Linked DNA regions of Mus musculus: all the other regions are linked to region 4. Evidence: chromatin contacts called from public promoter capture Hi-C data. All regions are on one chromosome and are shown on one strand. Each heading gives the region's core, a stretch centred on a gene start, on an enhancer-like site or on the middle of the called end of the contact. The rest is flanking DNA. Distances are from core to core; before and after follow the strand shown.

Region 1 (3,989 bases), core at 304-2,803, 710 kb before region 4:
GAGGGAGGGAGAGAGGGAGAGAGACTATGGCTGCACAACACTCACTGATTCATTGTGGGGAACTCTGGATGGTAACCCAGAGCAAAATAAACAAGGAGCACTACTGAAGTTCTGTTGGTAAACTTCTCCCATTTATTCCACCAAAACATGATATTTTTGCTTAATGCAGCCTTTTTATAAAGCTTAAATATAATCAATGGAAGGTTAAACCCATTGGTTCTTCCTACATTTACTCTGAGTTATTATAGATGAATTGTCTACAACTTAAACTTTGAAGACTGAGTTTTAAATGAGTGTTTTTCAGAATATAAACCTTGTAAGGAAAAGGACAGAATGGTGGAGAATGTAGGACAAGCAGACAGTAAAGAAGAGCTGGGCTGCAAAAGAGATGTGAAAAAAAATCTACAATTTCACACACACACACACACACACACACACAGAGGTCACAACTCAGTGACCTTTCCCTTATGCGCTAGAATTCTGTGGCCTATTATGCAAAAAAGAAGTTTTACATACAAAATTAAGTTATATTTTTCGTGCTGGCATCTCATTTAATTACTAAAACGAAAAGGCTCATTATAACCTCTTTTTCAACAATATTAGAGATAACCTATTAAAATAGATCCCAGAGAACAAAACACCAAAGGGTAGAAATCATTAGGAGGTAGATTTTTAAAGTAAAGAAACTAGATAAAAAAATCTTTCAATTTTTGATAATCAGTAATTACTTAGTTGACCATGAAATCTGAGATGGAAAGAGATACAAACGATTGAGACAGCTGACAATCTCTTCCCAAGAACAAACTAAATGGGAACCCTCATCAGCCAGAATGGGGAAGAAATGTCCTTGTGGCCTCTCCACATCACTTTTGCCCTGCATTCGGTCCTTTGTTCCATCTGTCTGTCACCTTTTCAAACTCTGCACCATCCACTTGTCACGCTAGTCTCCACAGCCACCCGTGCAGATCGTCCCACAAAACTTCCTCTCAGGTCTGTCAGTCTCACTTAAACCCTTCCAGGGTTCTCCTACACTGTGGGACGCCAGGTGCCTGCACAGAGGCTGGCAACTGGGTAGTGGATCACTGTGCCATCTGGTCTCCCGGGGAGCAAAGAGCGGCGGGGACAGAATTACAGAATCCGGAGGAGTCTGTCTCCATACCACCCTCCCATCCCAGAAGGAACCCGGGGTACAGTCTGCACTCACAGCGCACGGTGTGGAAGGCACAGCGCGGCTGCTTCTCGAAACTTTCGCCTAGCTTGAGAACCCGCTCGCGACGGTCCAGGTATGCAAGTCCCGCTGGTCCACTCATCCTCGTCCCCTGCCTCCCGCTTTTGGCCTTCGCCGTCCCCTGCCACAGCCTCTGGAACAGCTGCACTGGCTGCGAGCTTGAGTTCGGTGCCCGGGACCAGCTCCTTTCACCTCCAGACGCGTGCGGCCGCCCCTTGGAGCGCCCCGAGTCTTGATTGGCTGTCTGGAGACACCTGCCCCGCCCCTCGCCCCAGGGCCCCGCCCCGCCCCTGGCCACCATCCCCGCCCCTAGCCCCCTTCCCGCGTCGCGACGCACACAGCTCGGCGGAGACCGCCTCGCTGAGGTACGCTGTGCGGGTCGGGCCCTGAGGTGGACGGACGCGGGGAAAGAGATGAGGTAACAGACCCGAGATGGCGGCTGGGATGGAGGAAAGGCCCTAGGGGGGCGGGGAAGCTAGGACGCCAGACACCCAGGGCAGAACTGCCTGGCGGGGCCTGGTAACGGGAGCGTGGGCCTCCTCCGCGCCGGGCCCGCAGGTTTGGTGTGGAAACGGACGCCTGACGAGAGGTGGCGGCCGGGCCCAGGCCTGGGGCCTCCTGAGGCCTAGCTGCTCTGAGGCGGGTCTGGAACCCCAGCCGCGCCCCCTCAGGTGATGTGACCAGACTGGAAACCTCTGGAAGCCGCGCAGTTACCTTTAAGGGCCGTTCATTTATTTATTTTTTCTTCTTTCTTTCTTTCTTATTTATTTATTTATTTATTTATTATTTTTTAATTAGCCCTTTAAAAACACAGGCTTTTCCCGCCGGGGTTAGGACCTGAGGAGGGGGCGTTTCCGGAGGCGACGGAGAAGCCTAGGGTTAGGGGTAACTGACTGCTGTACGTTTGTTTCTGGCATTTGTTTCTGTAGTGATTCCTGGAAGCACTGAAGAGCGCGGCCTTGGGACTCTTGATTTCTCAGAGATCAGTCTAGCAGTAGGGTAAGAGCGTCAATTGATTGATAATTGCCTTCACACACACACACACACACACCCCACCTCACAGAAGTGTTATGAAGTAGGAGAAAGCGTGCTTTGTATTGGAGGATTATTCAGAGAAAGTCTACAGTGAGCCCCCTCAGGTGATTCTTCAGGTTAATTGTGGCATCAGACTATGCTTTCAGCACTTCTACCTTAAATAGGTTTGTCAATTTATTTTTTTCAGATGGATGAGGGATTATTTTTTGCCTTCTACCCTTTAAAGATACAAGGAGAGATTGTTCAATGTATTTATGCACGAAGGTTCTGAAGCCAGAATCTCTGGGCTTGTACGTCAGCTTCATACTCTCAATGTGATTTTTGTGCAAGCAAATCAAACAAATGTGTTTATCATTAGAATTGGGGAAATAATAATAGCTATGTAAAAAATAATGCCATTCCTTAGAATTGTTGAGGTGGTTAAATGAGTTAATACATGCTCTCTAAATAATTATTTTGGGTTCAGCAATACTTTCATATTTTTAGACTTAATCATTGCTGAATGCCTTATAAATTTTGAAGTCTAGGGACAAGGGATGGCTATTATGTTCATAGATGAAAACACTGGTTTAGAGAAACCCAGGTGGTTGATTTTGTGGCCATCTAATGTCAAGAGGGATTTGTTCAGTGGCACAAGTGAGTGGATGTATACTTTCACATTGATTTTATTACCATATTGTATAAAGTAATTTGCAATCAGAATGGCCACCAGTGAAGGGAATGTTTAAGCATATTTTGATGAATTCTTACAAAGAACAGGATAATGTAGACACCGGAAAGAGTAAGACAACATGCATTCTCTTGGAAAGTTTTACATCTTCTACATGCTAGGAATGTTATTGGGCTTTCTTTAAAATAGTTTCAGTGGATTTGTCTATTAATGATTTATATTTTACTCAAGAAGAGGGTCTCACTATAGTTCTGGTTGTCTTGAAACTCACTATATAGAGGTCCGTCTTGAACTCACAGAGATCCACCTGCCTCTGTTTCCCAAGTGCTGAGATTTAAAGGCATGTGCCACTATGTCCAGCTAAGTTTTATTTTTCTTAACTGCACATTTAAGATGATTATGGTAACTATTTCATAACCCCATTGAAAGGATAAAATAATGCATTAAAACCCATTTAGCACAGTTCTTCATAATAAATATGTTTATTAATTAAAATATGTTTTATATTAATGATACTATTGAGCTTCAAATACTTATATAGAAAAGTTATAAAGAAAAGTTTTAGTAAAAAACTATAGAAAACTACCTAGAAAACTATATAGACTTATATAGAAAAGCTTTAGTAAAAAAAAATTGAGGTGTGGATTTTTGAATTTTAGAATTGATAGACTATAAGTAATTTTAAATTTTGTTATAATTTCATAACATTTCTTAGGTCTAGTATGTGGGGTTTTCCAAACCATCTCCAGGTTCAGTGATTAGGTGGACGGGCTCACAGGATTCAACACATACATTGTCTTATTTGTAGCTGTACTTTATAGTGAAGATATGTAAAGCAAAGTCAGTAAAGTGAAAAGATCATATAGGATACAATCCGCAGAAAACCAAGCACAGTCTTCCAAGACCCACTTCTAGTAGAATTACAGAGTATACATAATTTCTTAAGGAAAACAGTTGTGACCATACCTGTGAAGTATTTTCTATTAGAGATGCCTATCAGACACTCAGTGACCAGAATTTTTACTGGTTTGTATTGAAAGATTGGTTCTTTATGCC
Region 2 (4,068 bases), core at 826-3,325, 710 kb after region 4:
GAACCAGATAAAGAAAGGGTCATCACCACCAAGATGCCTAGAAGCCAGTGTTTGCTTCTTGTTCAGAAGCTCAGGACTGGGGGAGTGAAGAGGAGAATGGATGCTGGACAGCAGGAAAGTTGGAGCTCTGGGTCTTAAAACTTAGCCTTGGCTGCTGAGAAAATGTGTGTTCTGTGTGTGCTCTTTTGTGCAACCTGGAATCTTAGCTACTCCTGGAATAAGTGCTTACTGTCTGTAATTCCTATGTCCTTGCCAGTTTAAAGTTTGGAGTACTGCATAGGTGTTTTAAAACTCAGCTGGAGTTGAGAGTATAATGTGTATTACATCTTAATTTTAGCCTTACTTTCCAAACCCACATCTAGCCACTCTCAGACTTCTGAGTGAGTAGCATACGTGTAACTCACTGTAGAAAGGAAAGATGGGGGTACTATTTATGGATGGAGTCAAGTGGAATTTAGAGTTCCAAATGAGAAATAATTTCTAGTTATAGCCAAGTCCTTATTCCAGATTTTATGGAGTGAAAGCTATATTCATAAATTTGCAGGGAAGGTCTCAATTTTCTCTCCCAAACGTGAATGATTTCATTACCTCTTTGGTTAGAGACTGGGGTTGGGGTAAGGAATGTGCTTATGTCCTTGGGTTGTGTTGATCGGATGCTATAACAGTTTGGCCTGCGTGTAAGATGGCTAGAGTTAAGGAATTACCTGTGGGCTAAAGTTCTGTTACTTTTAGCTTCCTTTGCAACCAAACATTACATACTTAAACTTCAGTTACTGCATTTTACATTACATGTATATATCTTTACACAAAAGCAAGTGATTACTGCATTTTTACGTTCTACCAGCACATTGTCAGATTTGTAAAAGGTGGCACTGAAATTAGTAAATGACTCTGTGTGTGTGTGTGTGTGTGTGTGTGTGTGAGAGAGAGAGAGAGAGAGAGAGATTTCGTTTGGTTTTGGGGATGGAAGAGAAGAGCTTTGGTTGGTTGGTTGGTTGGTTGGTTGGTTGGTTGGTTGGTTGGTTGGTTGGTTTGCTGAGACAGGATCTCACTGTTTGGACTGTTCTGAGGGCTGTGCTCTTACCCCAGCCTCACCTGGCTCTGTTTTTATTTCTATTTTCTCATTCTCATATTTTTTTCCTTCCCCGGGGATCGAGGGAGGAATCAGGGTTGGAGCGATGACTCCTAAGAGCATTTGTTGCTTTTCTGGAGGACCAGAGTTCAGTTCTGAGCATCCAGATCGGCTGGCTCATAACCACCTGTAACTACTACAGCTCTGGGGGATGCAGTGTCCTCTTCTGACCTCCTCAGCCACCCACATGTGGACACACAGACACATGCAAAAATAAAATAAATATTTTTTTCAAACGTTTTCTATCTCTACCAAAAATGTCCTTACTGAAGTCCTCTTGTCTTGATTAAACCTGGAGACATCCTTACTAATTTCTTAAGTGTGGAACATTCATGTGAAATTAAGGTGTAACTTGTGAAAAGGCACAAACAATCCTACAAACTATTATTAAAAAAAAAAAAAAAAAGAGGCAGATACTGCCATACACTCAGGCTCTGAGGACCAGGGGTATGTGGGAGTTTGCCGTACACAGGTAATTGTGCTATTATACATTTATTGTATGTCACTGTAGCTTTGCTGTAAGTCACAGCCTTGGGAGCAAGCCAGCTGGTCAGAAGTGGGTGCAGACCGACCCCCACCAAGTCATGAACAGGTCCCCACCGCCATAGTTCTCATCCCCTCCTCCACACGTTCCTGGAATGTGGGAACCTTTCCTTGGCTTCCAGTGACCCACAGAACCCCAGTGCAGCTCAGACCCCACACCAAGTTCCTTGGCTGTATATCACATGCCGTTTCTTTGGCTCCACATGAATTGTTTAAGAAGGTTTTACAAGCTATTAACAGCCATTTCAGCTTGGTCTTCTTAAAGTCTGAGGTCGGGATCTACATCTGAGTTCGTGCTGTAACCCTATCCCCCTCCCCCCCCCCCTCCCCGACACACACCCACACAGCTGGTCACATTGTTAGTGACTAACAATGTGTTTGGGCAGATGCAGGAAGTTGACTGATTTGTCCAGAACACGGTCAGGACAAGCTGCTAGCCTTCAGCAATGATACTTGTGAACCTGAAGATCAGCTCGCGTCTGGAACACAGAAGCAGCTCGAGAAGAAGCCTGGGGCTGGGAATGTGTGGGGCACGGGGGTACAACTGTTACAGGGTTCGACCTGCTCCCTCCTCTCCCACCTAACACCTGAGAATTTAGCGGGATTTGGAAGTTTATTCCCAACCACAAAGATTGTCTTAACTCATAGGCCAGCACTTCCCACAGGCTGAACTTGGGGGCTCCCATGTCTTTTTCCTGAGAAATGCTAACCAGCTGCAGTCAGAGGGCGTTGTTGGCTATCAGTATGTCCATCTGTCTAGCCCTAGAAGTGGCAATTCAGAATGTCTGGGTCTAGCTGCCCCATGAGATCTCCACTCAGGGGCAGCCACTCAGCCATCTGTGCTGCTAAATAACTCTTGCATGAGTGGGGTGGCAAAGGGGTGCGAGTCTTGGATGCGCAGCAACTGCTGGGTTTGCTGGGCGTTGATGCTTCGCAGCTCAGTGAGGACGGCCATGATCTTCAGGAACAGGAACCTGTAGGCAGCCAGAGAAGAAGTTGGGATATCAGGCCACCACCTCGCCATCCTACCAGACTGACCCTGTTCTGAGAGTGCACAAGTTCAAGCTCAGAACAGCCCAGTGAGGATGTTTGGAATTCCTTCAGCCTATACATAAGAAGGCAAAACAGCCTGCTGCTGTTTAAGGTCGAAGCTGTTACCTGCCTCCTCCTTCCCCACCCACCCATCGACTTGAGTCCCTGGACACAGAGACCCTGGGAGAAAAATTCATACCTTGCAGGTTAACTTAAAGGCGAGGGGAGTCATCATCTTGGTTAAGGTCTTTAAAGGGTAGTCACTACAGCTAGGACCTCCAAGCTGGAGTCCTTTCCTCCTCCCTTCCCCCTCATTTATCTCTCTTCTTCTTCTTCTTCTTCTTCTTCTTCTTCTTCTTCTTCTTCTTCTTCTTCTTCTTCTCAATCCTCCATCTCAGTCCCTCTCTCAATTCCTTTCAATCCCCCTCTCTCTATCCCTCTCAATCTCTCAATCCCCCTCTCTCTATTCCTTTCTCTCTCAATCTCTTTCTTTCAATCTCTCTCTCTCAATCCCTTTCTCTCAATATCTCTCTCTCCCCCTCTCCTATCTTCTCTCTCCTCTCTCACACATAGTTACTTTAGTTTCCCCATGATAAGTAAGGAAGCTAGCACCCCAAGCCTCCTTACAGGAAGTAATTGAATGAAAGACCCTCAAATGGCCTTAATCTTCAAAGCCTGGGGCTTGTTTTACTCAAGTTTGTTGCTGTCTTTGTGCCTGCTGGCATGAGGCTGGGCAATGGAATACAGGAATCTAAGGATTGGTGACAGCATGGGAGCTCTTATGTGTGCCAAGCTGCAAGCAGGTTGTTTTGAGTGACAAGCTCAAGCTTTGACAAACTTCTAGCTGCCAAGCTCCACAGGACCACCCTGTGGAGTCCTGGGCATTGACTTGTCTCCCTTTGCAATGGTACCTACCTCAGGAGAGGGTTTTGAAGGTTATAGGTTATGTATAATATACATAAGCTGCTTGGCCCCAGAGTTGACACTTCCCAATCAATAGTAGCTGTTATAGACACACCACCATTATGAATGGTATCACTATTTTTACTGTCATTGTGCTTGCTACTGGCCTTTGTTAGAAGACCCTATAGAGAAGACAGTAGAACCAGGCTCTTCCCACATCCTGATGACAGAAATGTAGAAAGCCTTGCGTAGACAAGGCTATCCCTCAGCTAAGCTCAGGCCGGAAGTCTTAGTCATACAACGGTCCCAGAGTCTTAGTCATCAGAAGCTGCCTCAGGCATGGCACACTCTTGAAGATCAGGCCAAAAGATAAGGGGACAGGAAGGACCACCTCATAGCTGCCTCTCCTGGCTCATCCTCACCTGTGAGCAGGATATGGCCGACTACACTCAATGTAG
Region 3 (4,314 bases), core at 1,477-3,976, 760 kb after region 4:
ATGTGAATATTAGCCCCAGAGCTCCAAATAACCAGGATACAATTCACAGACCACATGAAGCTCAAAAGGAAGGAAGACCAAAGTGTGGGGACTTCCATCCTTCTTAAAAGGAGAACAAAATACTCACCGGAGGAAATATGGAGAGAAAGTGTAGAGCAGAGAATAAAGGAAAGGTCACCCAGAGACTGTCCCTCCTGGGGATTCATCCCATATGCAGTTACCAAACCCAGACACTGGTGTGGATGCCAAGAAGTGCATGCTGAAAGGAGCCTGATGTGGCTGTCTCCTGAGAGGCCCTGCCAGAGCCTTACAAATACAGAGGTGGATGTTCACAGCCAACCACTGGACTGAGTGCAGGGTCCCCAATAGAGGAGTTAGAGAAAGGACTGAAGGAGTTGAAGGGGTTTGCAACACCATAAGATGAACAGCAATATCAAAAACCAGAATTCCCAGGGCTCCCAGGGACTAAGCTAACAACAAAGGCCCCAGCTGCATATATAACAGAGGACGGCCTTGTCAGGCATCAGTGAGAGGAGAGGTCCTTGGTCCTATGAAGGCTCGATAGATGCCCTAGTGTAGGGGAATCGAGGGTGGGGAGGTGGGAGTGGGTGGGTGGGGAGGTGGGAGTGGGTGGGTGGGGAGGTGGAGGAACACCCTCATAGAAGCAGGGGGAGGGAGAATGGGATAGGGTGTTTCCAGGAGGGAGGGAAACCGGGAAAGGGGATAATATTTGAAATGTAAATAAAGAAAATATCCAATTTTAAAAAGAAGAAAGAAACAAAGGTTGTAAGAAGCAGAAGTAGTGAACATGTACAGGGAAGTCATCAAGCGTGAAGACCTAAGCTCCTTCCCTGGAACCCACATGGTGGAAGGAGAGGATGGACTTCTGCCATTTATCCTCCGACCTCCCACACGCATGCCATGGCAGGTATGCTCGCACATACATACACACTGAATAGATGCTTGTAACAAAAACTTTAAAAATAAACACTTAAATCCTAAAGCAGTTAAACAGGGCAAGGTTCTATGTGGATGGGGAAGATCTCTAAGTCCTGCACGGTGGAAAAATCACATGGCAGTTGGGTTGGTTTGTACGTGAACACAGACATAGATGCAAAGACTGTGGTCTGGTATACACACACCATGCCAGTTGCTTTGGTGGGAGACAGGGACTAGGAGAAGCAGTTAGCTGTATTTACACTGCATTTTACTGAGCATGCAATCAGTCATGAGTCGCTTGACAGTTTAAACAGTGGCCACCTACAAAACCAGTCTAATTGGCTTTGCAGTGGTCGACTGTGTTTATTTCCCAGTCATTTAGCATCAGGCAGATTGCCTGTAGACGAGTCGGCGACATCTTCTATGTAGAACCATTTGCTTCCGCTGTTATGGGGCAAAACCAGCCTCACGACTTTGTGTTTTAGTACGACTTTATTGATTAAAAAAAAAAATAGCTGATGGGCCAGATTTGGCCCATGAGCTATAACTTGGTGATCCCAGTTTAGATTACATTTATTATATAAATAAAGCATTTTTAAGCAAGTATTTTTGTGTATTCAAAAAAGTCTATTAATGAACAGGGTAAGCCAGGCTTCAGAGGCCTTACTTGGAATACTTTAGACTCTGGCCAAGTCATTAGAGACCAAGGATTCCTCTCAGTGTAGATAATTCAGCCACTTTTCATCTGTGTGGTGGTCCTTTGCCTTCCCGGCAGCAATGAAAAACAGTCATGCACGTGCAAGGGACAATGCCACACCTGAAGCACAGAGGGAAGGTTTGGTGGCCTTGAAGGCATCTCCTAAGGTAGCTCCTGGATGTGGAGGAGCCTTAAAGCCATGTCTCTAGCCTGCGCCTCGGGCTGTTGTATGGAGCAGAGATGGGACCTAGGGTACTGAACATAACGGGAATGACTCTGACAAACAGAGTCTAAAGCCGACCACTGTACACGGATATAGTGTGTACTGAGACACCGCTAATGAGAATGTGAGGCCTCGTGACCATCCTGCCGCTGTCTATGTCCCCGGGGGCTGCCAGCACTAACCTGACAAGCTCTGGGAGCCAGTGCTAATAGTTCCTGATTCTCATGGTCTTCAGCAGCGGTGTTTCCTAGGTCAGGGACTCCAACCCTGTCACAGAAGGGGCTCGGCTGCCTATCTAATGCCCGATGTCACATACACAAGGCTTCTGTTGTGATGCTTCCTGGCAACACAAGTGTAGGCCAGGTAGCAGAGCACCTTGGCTCCACAACTGTCTTCATGCTTTGTTTGACCCAGGAAGGAGAAGAGGAGAGAAAAAGGTGTCATTGTCCTCCATACTCCTTCACATTGCTGACCTCCGACCTCATTTGTATCCCCCTCAGCCTTCTGTTCAGAGGCAGAGGGCATCTGACTCTTAGAAAGAGAAAGAAGGAAAGATCATACCTGTCTGGGGGCCACTGCTTTTGTTGGATTTCCCCCTTGGGGTCCACCTTGAAGAATCAGGAACGATGGTTCTGCCCAGAGCTCAGCACACCTGCCGTGGCTACCTGGCTGCACATGGAGATCTCAGCTTAAGTCCTCAGTGTTTCCTATGAGCCAAGGTCAGGCCCCTAGGGAGAGGCTGACCATCCAAGTAGACAAAAGAGCAGTATCTATCCCCGATTCTCACCCTCAGCTAACCTTAGGCTATGTTGTCCACAGGCATAGGAACCATACTTGTTCTTGCCCACAGTACACCCCAGGTCCAATGTAGTAAGGGGCCCCAGTTGGCACTCCCAAGTCCCAAGTCCAGCACCCGAGCTAGCAATGACCAGATTACCGTATTTACTCTTGTTATATCCCCTTCCTATTTTTTTCATAGTTGTCTTCACTGTAAAACATGTAAGGGAGGGGAAGTGTGTTTTAAGTGTTTGCTCTAAGTAATTCTGGGCCAATGTTTGCCTCTCTGAGGGTGATTTTGCCTCTAGAGGTAAAGTGCCTTTGAATCTATAGCTCCTAACACTTTTTTTCCCTAAGTTAATTTCCTGGACAGAAGCAGTTTACGTGAAAGTAAGGAAAAGGCCACACACATGACACTGGCTTGTTGATATGAGAGAGAGGGAGGAAATAGCTTCGAGACAGGTATGACCTTGCAGTTCCAACCACAGGACAGAAAGCTGGCTGGGACTACCAGGAACTGTCTGAGAGTTTTCTCTTCTCTCGGACCCTTCTAGAAGCTTCCTGTCTAGTGGGCTCTGGGGTAGCAGGACATCATCGGGGTGTCCTTGGCCCTGGGGGCTTGCATATCTGGGAAGCCTGACAAGGGACACTTATTTCCACGAGTGGAAGCAGGTCTTTTTTTTTTCTGTACTGAGATGAATGGGCAGGATTCCAGAATGGGCAGGGCACCTCACCAGAAGTCCTGGGGTCACGGGTAAATTATTACAGCTTTTATCATCTCTCGGGGCTCTTCTGGCATACAAAGGTCTCTATTCACCTCTCCTATAAAAATGGCAAGTTATTTACAGCAGAAACAGGGAATCCAGGACAAATGAGGAACTTCCCAAAGGAGAGAAATGCTCTTCGGTTCCTGAGGGATTGTCTGGTCTCTCTTCCTCTGCAGATGCTGTCCTGAGCTCTAGGTGGCATAAGAAGACTGCAGGGCTGCCAGGCATCAACATTTATCTGGGTAGGGCTTTATTTGGAAGCCAGTTTAAACACCCAGTTTGTGGTAGTTACTAAGAACCCCAGACTGGAGGCCCAGAGAGGACCTGAGTCACTCCCACGCATGGCTGGAAAGGAGGAGAAACTGGAGTCCTGACCTCTGCTCAAACTTTCTTCCCCTGCAACCAGCACTAGGAGCTCCTGAACCATCCACCAGAGGCAAGCCTAGGCAGTCAGCGTCCTTGGTCAATTTTATAAAAACATAAACAAAACCATAAATTAAAAAAAAAAAAGAAAAGAAAAAGGAAAACTCAGATAGCCAACTAAATTCATGACACACTAATGGTGCAAGTTCAGGTGAAGCCAAAGGAAGGGAGCAGGGTGGTCCAAGGACCTCCAGGGCACAGAGGTGCCATGGGGTAGACTCAGAGGGGTGATCTCCTCTTTGGTTTTTATTTTTGTTCTGTTGTGGTGGTTGTTTGGGGGGGACATATGCCCTACTTTTCTTTCTGTTCCTGTGATAAATACCATGATCAAAAGCAACTTAGGGGCCGGGTGTGGTGGCACACGCCTTTAATCCTAGCACTCGGGAGGCAGAGGCAGGCGGATTTCTGAGTTCGAGGCCAGCCTGGTCTACAAATGAGTTCCAGGACAGCCAGAGCTACACAGAGAAACCCTGTCCCGAAAAACCAAA
Region 4 (4,317 bases), core at 863-3,362:
TGCTTTCTGCATGCTCAGCAGCTGACAGAATAGGACATAATGGCCTCAGAAACACGCAAAATGCCTAAGGACAGATGGACGCCAGCACAGCCTATTGTTTTCTGACTTCCTTTCCATTGCTTTGCTCTCCTCTGTCCCACCTCAGACACTGTATGCTCCAGACCATTGGTTCTCAACCCTGACTGTAAAGCAATCACCTAGGCAACATTTTTAAGTCTACTAACACTGGGCCCCATTTCCAAGAGTTCTGTTTCAGTTACTATAGAAGGGCCAGATTAGGAACGCAGCTACTTTTAAAATGCCTTTAGATTACTCTAATGTGCAACAAGTCCCTGATCATTGCTCTAATCTGTCCCATGGCCATGACCATTTTGTATCCTTCAAATGAACATCCTGCATGGAGAGGACTAGTACTTGCTGTTCAGCCTGTTTCCTCTGTCTGATACTCCTCTGGGTGTCCTGAAAATCAGTACAAAGGGACGTTATCAATACTCTTCCAGCCAATAGTTTGAAGCTTGGAAATCCCAGGTCAGCTTCTTAGTGTTAGCCCCAGAAAATCCACAGCCTTCATTTCTTCACATATAAAATAATTAAAGAGCCTTTCTCACACAGGGCTTTGCTCCTTCCCCACATCCCCAATTAAGATAAATCAAGAGTATTCAATCTCTGGGCTTCTTAAAGCTCCTTAAATCAAGTTCTAAAACTGACAGCCCATACAGAACGTTTTCAACAACTTTATGAATTGGTTGTCGACATTTAAAAATCTTGGGTGCCTATAAATCCCAACTGCCTACTCCTCTTGCAGATTGGAAGTAAATGGCCAAAGTCAGACCATGTTCCTATATTAGCTAGTCTCTATGGCAGGTGACACTTAAGTAACTTCTCTGTCTGTGGAGGCTTCTTGGTGTGGTAGCTAGTGGTCTTCATTTATCTTCTTCTCTTCACAGTAATCAGGCATCTCATCTCCCAACGTCACCTTACCCAGTCCAGACCTAGATTCTAGTTGTAAAAACTTTTAAGGACCACTGTGCCCCTGGTGTGGAACTGGGAGAATCAAAAGTTCAAACCACTCTGCTTTTTTAGCAAAGTCATCCTCATATCCACCCTCAGTCCTCAAAGCTAAGCCCAAACCTTTCTCCTACTGTAGTTAGGCTTTGGGTAATGTTTCCTGGCCTTCTCAAATCCCCAACAGTGGCATCCAACACTCTCCCTCGCATTTCCTCAGAATTTGTACAGTTTCTACTTCGAAGGCCTCTTGTTCATTAATGCTAGCGCCTAGCATATTCTACTGAGATACCTGAACTTTCAATACATCCTCTGGGCACGTGTTCTTGTAGCATATCCATCCTGCCAGCTTCCACACAAATCACTTGTTTCACACCTGCATCCCAATAATGAGCGCTATAAGCCATCTTTTTTTTTTCTTTTTAAATTTAACTTGTAATTGCTTTAAGCAAGGAGCTACTACATTAAACTTGTGATTTTTGAAAAAACTATGCTGGATGAAAAGGGATTTAAAAAAAAAACACAAAGTGGGTGCAGGAAGCCCTTTTAGTTAGACTATTTTTAAATACTACTTCCCAAGTTCTAGAAGAACGTGGATCCTACAGAGCCTCTACAGTTTTCTGTTACTGTATTTTACGAACTCTCCATTCCTTCGTCCTACGACGGAGACAGCTCCGGACCGAGGTGCCCTCCACCAGCTGTGTTCAGACATGTCCAGACCCCGAGACCCCACAGTCCCTCAGACGCGCCCAGGGGCTTCCCGGGCCACACTCGACGCCGCCAAGCCCGTCCTACCCGAGGTCGCACATGGGCCGCTCCGGGGCAATGGTTCTTTAGAAGACTAAGAAGAGGACCAAAGCAAGAGGTGGCCGAGGAGAGGGGACTAGACAAGGAAGGGGACGGATAGAAGAAACCATGAAATGCCACGCCAGGTCAGAAACCGGGAACAAGGACGGGAGAATGAGGTTTACCCAAGTGGATGCTCGAACACTCCCACTACAGCCGCCCTCAGCACCTCAACTACCGGCTTCAGCCAGCCCACGCCACTTGCGAGACAAGGACGAACGCCTAATTCCTGCGACCGGTTTGGAAACCGCCCGCTAATCCGCACCCCGAAGCTTTCGATCAGTCACGCTCTGACCGACCAATGAGATGATTTGCCCTGCCCACAAGCCCTGCGCTGATTGGTGAGAATCCAGGAACGGGCGTCAACCTCAAGGAAATCGTGGCAAGATGGCGTCCCTGGATCGGGTGAAGGTTCTGGTGTTGGGAGACTCAGGTGAGCCGCTTAACCCACGTCTGGGACTACCAACACGCCCGAGCTTCCCGACACCGCTCTCTCTTCGCTGTTTACCCCCCCAGCTGCCTAGCGCTTAGGTCGACAGCTGAAATTCCTTTCAAGACCTTAAAACTACACTTCCCAGAGGACTTTGCTCCTTTTGTCGACGTGGTGGCGTGGCGGGAGGTGGGGGGCGCGGAGTCTATGGGTGGAAAAGGGACTAGTTCCACTCACTATCACTCCTAGTGACCCTCTAGGAAAATTTTTGCTTCCTGTCCCCACAACCCTAGGTTCTGCTGGCCTAGAAGTTTTGGTTCCAGAGAGGGGAGAGCTCCTACCAGGAGCCACAAAAAACATTCCAGTTCTTCCACTGCAAGCTTTGTTGCTGGGGAGTGGGTGTGGGGTAAGACATGGTCTCACTAAGTAGTCCTGACTAACGTAGAACTAGCTATGTATATCAGGCTAGTCTAAAACTCACTATATAAACAAGGCAGGCCTAAAATGAAGAGATACACCTGCCTCTGCCACTGTATTAGTCAGGGTCCTCTAGAGTCACAGAACTTATGGGTAGTTTCTTATAGTAAGGGAATTTGTTGATGACCTACGGTCTGTAGCCCAACTCCCCAACAATGGTCAGCAGCAGCTGTGAATGGAAGTCCAAGGATCTAGCAGTTGCTCAGTCCCACAAGGCAAGCAAACGAAGAAGAATCTTCCTCCTTCCAATGTCCTTAAGTAGGTCTCCAGCAGAAGGTGTAGCCCAGATTAAAGGTGTAGGCCTCCCTGCCTGGTGCTGGGACTTGCTTTGTCCCAGATGACCTTGAACTCAGAGATCTCCTTGTCTTAGTCTCCTGGGATTCATAGCCACTATGCCTCAAGATCCAGGTCAGAAACTTGAATCTCCCAGCCACGAGATCAGGATCACAGTGAGCCCTCCAATTCTGGATTGTAGTTCATTCCAGATATAGTCCAGCTGACAACCAAGAATAGCCACTACAGCCGCCGACCTTCTTTAAGACAAGCTCTCCCCTTGGCCTGGAGCCCCTAGGCTAAGGCTGTCAGGCCAACAAACATCAGGGATTGCCTCTCTCTGCCTCCCCAGCACTGACATTAGAGACGTGTGCCTCTTTGCCTGGCTGCTGTGTGTCAGTTCTGTGAACACAACTCGGGTTCTCATGCTTGTAGGGCAAGCACTGAGCCCCATGCGGTTCTTTTGTTTGTTTTTAAGTACACTTTGTATATGATCACAATAACAACATGGTATAATAGAGAAAGTCATATGGCTGGCAATAGTGCTCTAAGGTGATGTTGTTGTTTGGTTTTTTTTTTTTTATACTTTCTCAGTTTTTGGTAATAGAGTTTTTATAATAAAAAGTAAATATTAATGATAGGTCTATATATAACATTGCACAACAAAGAGATTTCCCAAGTGTTTGATACAATTAACAACAGCCAGGTAAATGAATGAGTGACTCCACACCCGCAAATAAAAGACTCATAGCCATGAAAATAGAAGACTCATCTCTTTCCTCTCCACCTAGCTCTTGAAGAGGTGCCCTTTAGTGTTAATGAAAAGATTGCCTGAGCCCAATAGATCTAAAAGGGGGTGAAGCATTGCTTCAAAATTAATAGGCATGATGAAGGAAAGCAAGTGGAATTACCATCATCGTCATTCAGAGGATAAGTCTGGGACCATGTGGTTAGCTGCTTTTTTCAGACCTACATGTAGGCACCAAAGTCCTTTGAGTATGGTAGCATGGCATCATGGATCCTGTCACGGGAGGTATTCAAACAATTTGTTAGATGTTCCCTGGCTTGGAAGAGGTGGTATAAATGTCCCATTTAGGGTTCCATGTTCAGCTGACTAAAGAGACCTTGTATCTTTACAGGTGTTGGGAAATCTTCACTCGTCCATCTTCTGTGCCACAATCAAGTGTTAGGAAATCCGTCATGGACTGTGGGCTGCTCGGTGGATATCAGAGTGCGTGTTCTTGTTTAGTTTTTCCTTAGTCATACTAAGCATAAGTCCTTCAGAT
Region 5 (4,394 bases), core at 1,629-4,128, 530 kb before region 4:
GCAGTTTAACTAATTTAATGCTCTACAGGAAAGGGAGTTGGACAAGAGTCTGGGAGTAAACTTTTAAAATTAGAAGTCAGTTTGCACTCATTTCTGGATGTTCTCTAAGCCTTGATGGGGTTGGTCTAGCCTCTCTCTTGATATATACCTACTTAAGAATAAACTTCTTTCCCCTTCCACCTACATTTCAGATAATTTTCCCTCTGTAGCTCCTAAACACAATCCCTTAAGAATCATCTTCTGCCTTTCCTCATAGTCAAGCAGTACATGAAAAGGCAATTAAAACATGTTATCGAAGCCAGGAATTCAGTTACTTTTCACCTATCAGTTTCCACCTTATTTTATGAGACAAGCTCTCTCATTGAGGCTATTTAAACAAGCCCCAGGAATCCTCCCATCTCTAGCTCCCTAGTGATGGGATTAAAGGTGGTTGCTGCTGTCTGGCTTATTGCGTGGGTGCTAGTGGGGAACTTAAGTCTTCTCTTTTACTGAGTTCAGTCACTGCTGCCTGTCGGAAAATTGACTGATCTTGTTGTTTTGATCATGTGACCACAGCTGTGGTGAGTTCACGGAGTGCAACAGCTATGTCACGTCCAGAAGACAGCATCTCACAGCACTGCCCCCATCCTCCTTACATTCTTTAGGCCCCTCTTCCCAAGTGTTCTCTGAGCCTTGGAAGGGTTTATATCGATACCCCTCTTAGGATTGAACATTCAACAGTCATCTGTTCCCAGCGCTCTGACCAATTATGAGTCTCGGCATTAGCTACAGAAAGATGTTTCTCTGCCAAAGTTGAGAATAAGATTAGTCTATGGGTCTAAGGATACATTTTTGATGGCAAAGTAACATGCCCATTTAGCAATTCAACACCAGTCGATTGCTTATTGGGGCCTACAACCTCCCGAAGTGTGGGTTTATGGCCAGGTATATGGTAGTGATATTTTTGAGAAGTAGCTTTGGGTTTAGTTTTGAAGACTTAAAAAATACTGGGAATAAATATTGAAGATTTGAATGCGTAGTTTAGGCTTGTGGCAGGACACAGACCATCCCTTTCAATGCTTCCCCAGTGGACTTTCTTATCTCCTCATGGTTCACATAATAAAGTAAGTTAGTATTCGATGGGCTAATCGTAAGAGACTTCTCTGGCTTATTCTTTCTTCATTACAGTCTTGAATTATTATTAGGGCTTGTTAAAATATGTAATGTAATTTTCTCTGAACAGAACTTATGTGGCAGCCCTGGTCTCAGCATTCTGTATACTCATCCACAGATAATAGACTCCTACTCTTCTCATATGATGTGGGAATACTGAGGGGTTATGCAAGATGCCCAAGATAGCACAGTCAATACATTCTAAACCCAGACCCAGACTGTGTAGGTCTACAGCTGGACTTTTAGTTTCCACTGAGACTATAAGTCAGGATTCCTTTGATAGTCCTCTGTTCCTAGGAATTTCTCCCTGAGCAGTAGTCACAATTTAAATTAATAATTAATTTAGTCAATGTTTGTACCAGTATCTTTCAGAGCAGGAAGCGTTCCACCCTGCATCACTGACACTGAGACTAGTGTACTGTTGATGCCCAATAATTTCCTAGTGAATAAATGCATAAAGGAAGGAAGCGTTTCTTTCATGGAGTAATGCCTCCCTCTGGTGGGATTTTAGAATATTGTTTAACCACTTCCTAAATTCACTCCCCACATCCTTCCCCCAAACCAATGGCCATAATTTCTTCAGGATAGGCTTGTCACCCACTTGTTGGCTTGGTGAGATGAACTGTGGAACTAGGCAAGTACCAGGCACCGATTTACGTCCAGAAGTTGGTCAAAGCACATCTATAACTAACTTCCTTGTTCAGAATGACCCCTCATGTGCTTTCAGAGCCTCCTCTTTCAACACCAAAGGGATCTATCCAGAATCTCCAGTTCTGATCATACAATCCTCAGGATATAACCGCAGAAATAATCCCTTCCCTATCAACTGCCAACACAGAAGTGCAGTTCTCAACTCAGAGGGAATAAGAAAATTTATTCTGGAACAAATATGAGTTACTATGGCCCCAGGGACAAATTTAAATTGTTCTATATACTGTTTTGTGGTAGCAGTTTTACAGAGTTTTTATATTTCCGAGCAAAGAGAGCTATAACTGAAGACGTTTAAAGATACATTGATGTTAATGGAAACTTCAGGTAGGTTAGATCCAGCAAATCAAGAGAAACTTCTGCTGTAAGGCTCAGATGCATATAACATGCTTAGCTTTTGGGTTGGTGGAAGCTACATTCCCAAATTCGTACATTCCCAAACGACTTACTTAATAGTCACAAGAACATGACAGAGTTGTGTGACCAAACAAGTGGCTATTTAAGGGGCCGAGATAACCCAAAATAATTGACACTGAACCAGTCTACAGCCTGGAATGTTTAACCCGGGCGTGTCCTCTACTCCACCCCCATCTGTTATTTTAATTCACGTATTTGACAAGAGGAAAACCGCACAAATTACGCTCTACCAAAAAACCCTACTTTTTTTTTTTTTTTTACACAATCTGAAGAAACAAAAAAGAAACAAACACAATACAATAGTAAAGAAGAGATACTTTCCTAATCTATTCACATAAGGGCAACTCATTAGCTTCCGATTCAAACCAGAAATAAGTAAAAACAGGAGGAATGTTTTTAGAACAATCTACGAATGCAGTCAGATGCTCCGTTCCTTTTAATGTCTCCAGCACTCTATCCCCTTTTCTATCCCCAGCCGCCAGCGGAGGCCGGAAGCCAGATATCAGCGCGGGCTGTTCCGTCCCTCACCACTCTATGGTAGTCGGGTTATTCTAGCCAGGAGAACTCTGTGGTTCCGGGGCGTGCTGGGAGGCCTGCATTTGAAGATGGAGGCGGGAAGATGGAGGCGGTAGCTGTCACTAGGTTGGGGTTCTCCCGCGCGGGAGGCCTATGGGACTGTGTCGTGTCCTGAACAGTCGAGAGGAGCTTGTTTGCAATGAGTCTTCCGCGCCGGAGTAGGAAACGGCGGCGTTCATCGTCCGGCTCCGACACGTTCTCGGGAGATGGTGATAGCTTTGTTAGCCCTCAGCTCCGGTGTGGACCGGTGCTGAGTCCACCTCCGGGGCTGGGACGCGGCCGGAGGCTCACAGGGACAGGTACTCGACCCGCGGGGCCGACGCGGCCGAGGGCAGCAGGGGTTGAGATGGGCTGCGAGAGTATCAGGGCCATGCACTCCCGCACCGGAGCTGGATAGCTGGAGGCAGGGCTGCTATCCAGTACCCGGCCTGGGACTCAACCCTGGGGATGGCTTCCCTCTTGGCCAGCATGCACAGCTGATGGTGTTTTAGTCCACCACTGCCCCAGTAGATATGGGCGTTCTTTGGTTTTTGGGTCTTTACACCTTCCCAGAAACAACTTCCAAGTTGGCCAGATCCTGTCACCATGTCGAGGGTTTGCTTAGGATAAATGTCCAGTGGTACAACTTCATATATATAAGTACCAAATTTCTGGGTGTGGTGTAGGATGCAGGCTCTTTGGACTGCAAAGAGCAAAGCTGGAAGGCACATGTTGTCTTAGAACCTTAACCCAGTTCTTGTTTGCTTTTTTGAGATAAGGGCTTGCTCTAGGTCAGGCTGGGTGCTGTCTCGATCTCGGACCAAGGGTGTTTATCCGTAAATGTTGGGATTATAGGCCTACACCAGTGCATTTCATAATTCTTTGCCCTTGGTTATGCAGATACCTCAGTACTAAATCGTAAAGAGAAACTCATCTAACAGCTTTGTAATGCTTAATCACCCTTCTACCTCCACATCTGTACAAACTTTTTATTCAGTGTGTATAGCACACTTTTTGGTTTTTTCGAGACAGGGTTTCTCAGTATAGCCTGGCTGTCCTGGAACTCAACTTTGTAGACCAGGCTGGCCTTGAACTCAGAAATCCATCTGCCTCTGCCTCCCAAGTGCTAGGATTAAAGGCTTGTGCCACCACCGCCCAGCTATAGCACACTTTTGTTTGTGGCTCTTAAGAGTTTTCAAATTTTCATCTAGTAAATAAAAAATTGCTAGCATTTTTCTGTATAGGATCAGTTTCTTAATAGGTCTCTAGAAGTGAAGATGTGTTTTAAGTTTGGTAGGAATTCAAACAGGTTTAACTACTAAACTTGTATGTTGGAGGTAATTAAATTGTTTTTGTTTTTCTGAAAGGAACAAACAAGCGAAGAGTTTCTGATGACCAGATAGACCAGCTGCTGTTGGCAAATTGGGGACTTCCTAAAGCAGTTCTGGAGAAATACCATAGTTTTGGTGTAAGAAAGATGTTCGAATGGCAGGCAGAATGCCTTTTGCTTGGTCACGTCTTGGAAGGAAAGAATCTAGTTTATTCAGGTATTCAAATTTATG

Evidence for each region. Promoter capture Hi-C pulls out the DNA fragments that hold promoters and counts their contacts.
Region 1: a contact with region 4 is called in a promoter capture Hi-C map of stem cell-derived epiblast-like cells, with 2.1 times the contacts expected there. The contact joins the promoter of Iqcb1 here to the promoter of Gtf2e1 in region 4. A contact is called at or near these places in 4 of 39 promoter capture datasets (hematopoietic stem and progenitor cells, pre-B cells, second pharyngeal arch cranial neural crest and 1 more), 2 of 484 Hi-C or Micro-C datasets (CD4 T cells and CD8 T cells) and 1 of 115 datasets of contacts at active chromatin or transcription factors (embryonic stem cells).
Region 2: a contact with region 4 is called in a promoter capture Hi-C map of the 3T3-L1 cell line, with 2.9 times the contacts expected there. The contact joins the enhancer-like site here to the promoter of Gtf2e1 in region 4. A contact is called at or near these places in 5 of 39 promoter capture datasets (the 3T3-L1 cell line, the C10 cell line, the HPC-7 cell line and 2 more).
Region 3: a contact with region 4 is called in a promoter capture Hi-C map of the SN4741 cell line, with 2.4 times the contacts expected there. The contact joins the promoter of Nr1i2 here to the promoter of Gtf2e1 in region 4. A contact is called at or near these places in 8 of 39 promoter capture datasets (the 3T3-L1 cell line, 3T3-L1-derived adipocytes, the HPC-7 cell line and 4 more).
Region 5: a promoter capture Hi-C map of pre-B cells shows a contact between it and region 4, with 3 times the contacts expected there. The contact joins the promoter of Polq here to the promoter of Gtf2e1 in region 4. A contact is called at or near these places in 9 of 39 promoter capture datasets (3T3-L1-derived adipocytes, the C10 cell line, embryonic stem cells and 5 more), 2 of 484 Hi-C or Micro-C datasets (CD4 T cells and nephron progenitors), 3 of 115 datasets of contacts at active chromatin or transcription factors (astrocytes, epiblast stem cells and memory CD8 T cells) and 2 of 9 other capture datasets (adipose tissue and liver).

The regions. Positions count from the first base shown.
Region 1 is chr16:36,826,847-36,830,835 of GRCm38.p6, forward strand. Iqcb1 (IQ calmodulin-binding motif containing 1) reads left to right here and starts at 1,554. Exons shown (of 15, transcript NM_177128.4): 1 at 1,554-1,646; 2 at 2,158-2,227. Eaf2 (ELL associated factor 2) reads right to left here and starts at 1,413. Exons shown (of 6, transcript NM_001113401.1): 1 at 1,205-1,413. The coding sequence starts at 1,310.
Region 2 is chr16:38,246,741-38,250,808 of GRCm38.p6, forward strand. Nr1i2 (nuclear receptor subfamily 1, group I, member 2) reads right to left here. Exons shown (of 9, transcript NM_010936.3): 8 at 4,033-4,068; 9 at 1,609-2,649. The coding sequence ends at 2,505. Among named protein-coding and RNA genes, the nearest start is that of Nr1i2, 46 kb to the right of the region's middle. Within about 2 kb of position 2,076, at least 45 of the 459 cell types and tissues checked have an H3K27ac peak or open chromatin away from gene starts, as enhancers often do.
Region 3 is chr16:38,292,098-38,296,411 of GRCm38.p6, forward strand. It overlaps Nr1i2 (nuclear receptor subfamily 1, group I, member 2), which reads right to left and starts at 2,727. Exons shown (of 9, transcript NM_010936.3): 1 at 2,421-2,727.
Region 4 is chr16:37,537,677-37,541,993 of GRCm38.p6, forward strand. Gtf2e1 (general transcription factor II E, polypeptide 1 (alpha subunit)) reads right to left here and starts at 2,113. Exons shown (of 5, transcript NM_028812.4): 1 at 1,977-2,113. It overlaps Rabl3 (RAB, member RAS oncogene family-like 3), which reads left to right and starts at 2,218. Exons shown (of 8, transcript NM_001042499.1): 1 at 2,218-2,284; 2 at 4,171-4,262. The coding sequence starts at 2,239.
Region 5 is chr16:37,008,908-37,013,301 of GRCm38.p6, forward strand. It overlaps Polq (polymerase (DNA directed), theta), which reads left to right and starts at 2,879. Exons shown (of 30, transcript NM_029977.2): 1 at 2,879-3,152; 2 at 4,200-4,379. The coding sequence starts at 2,993.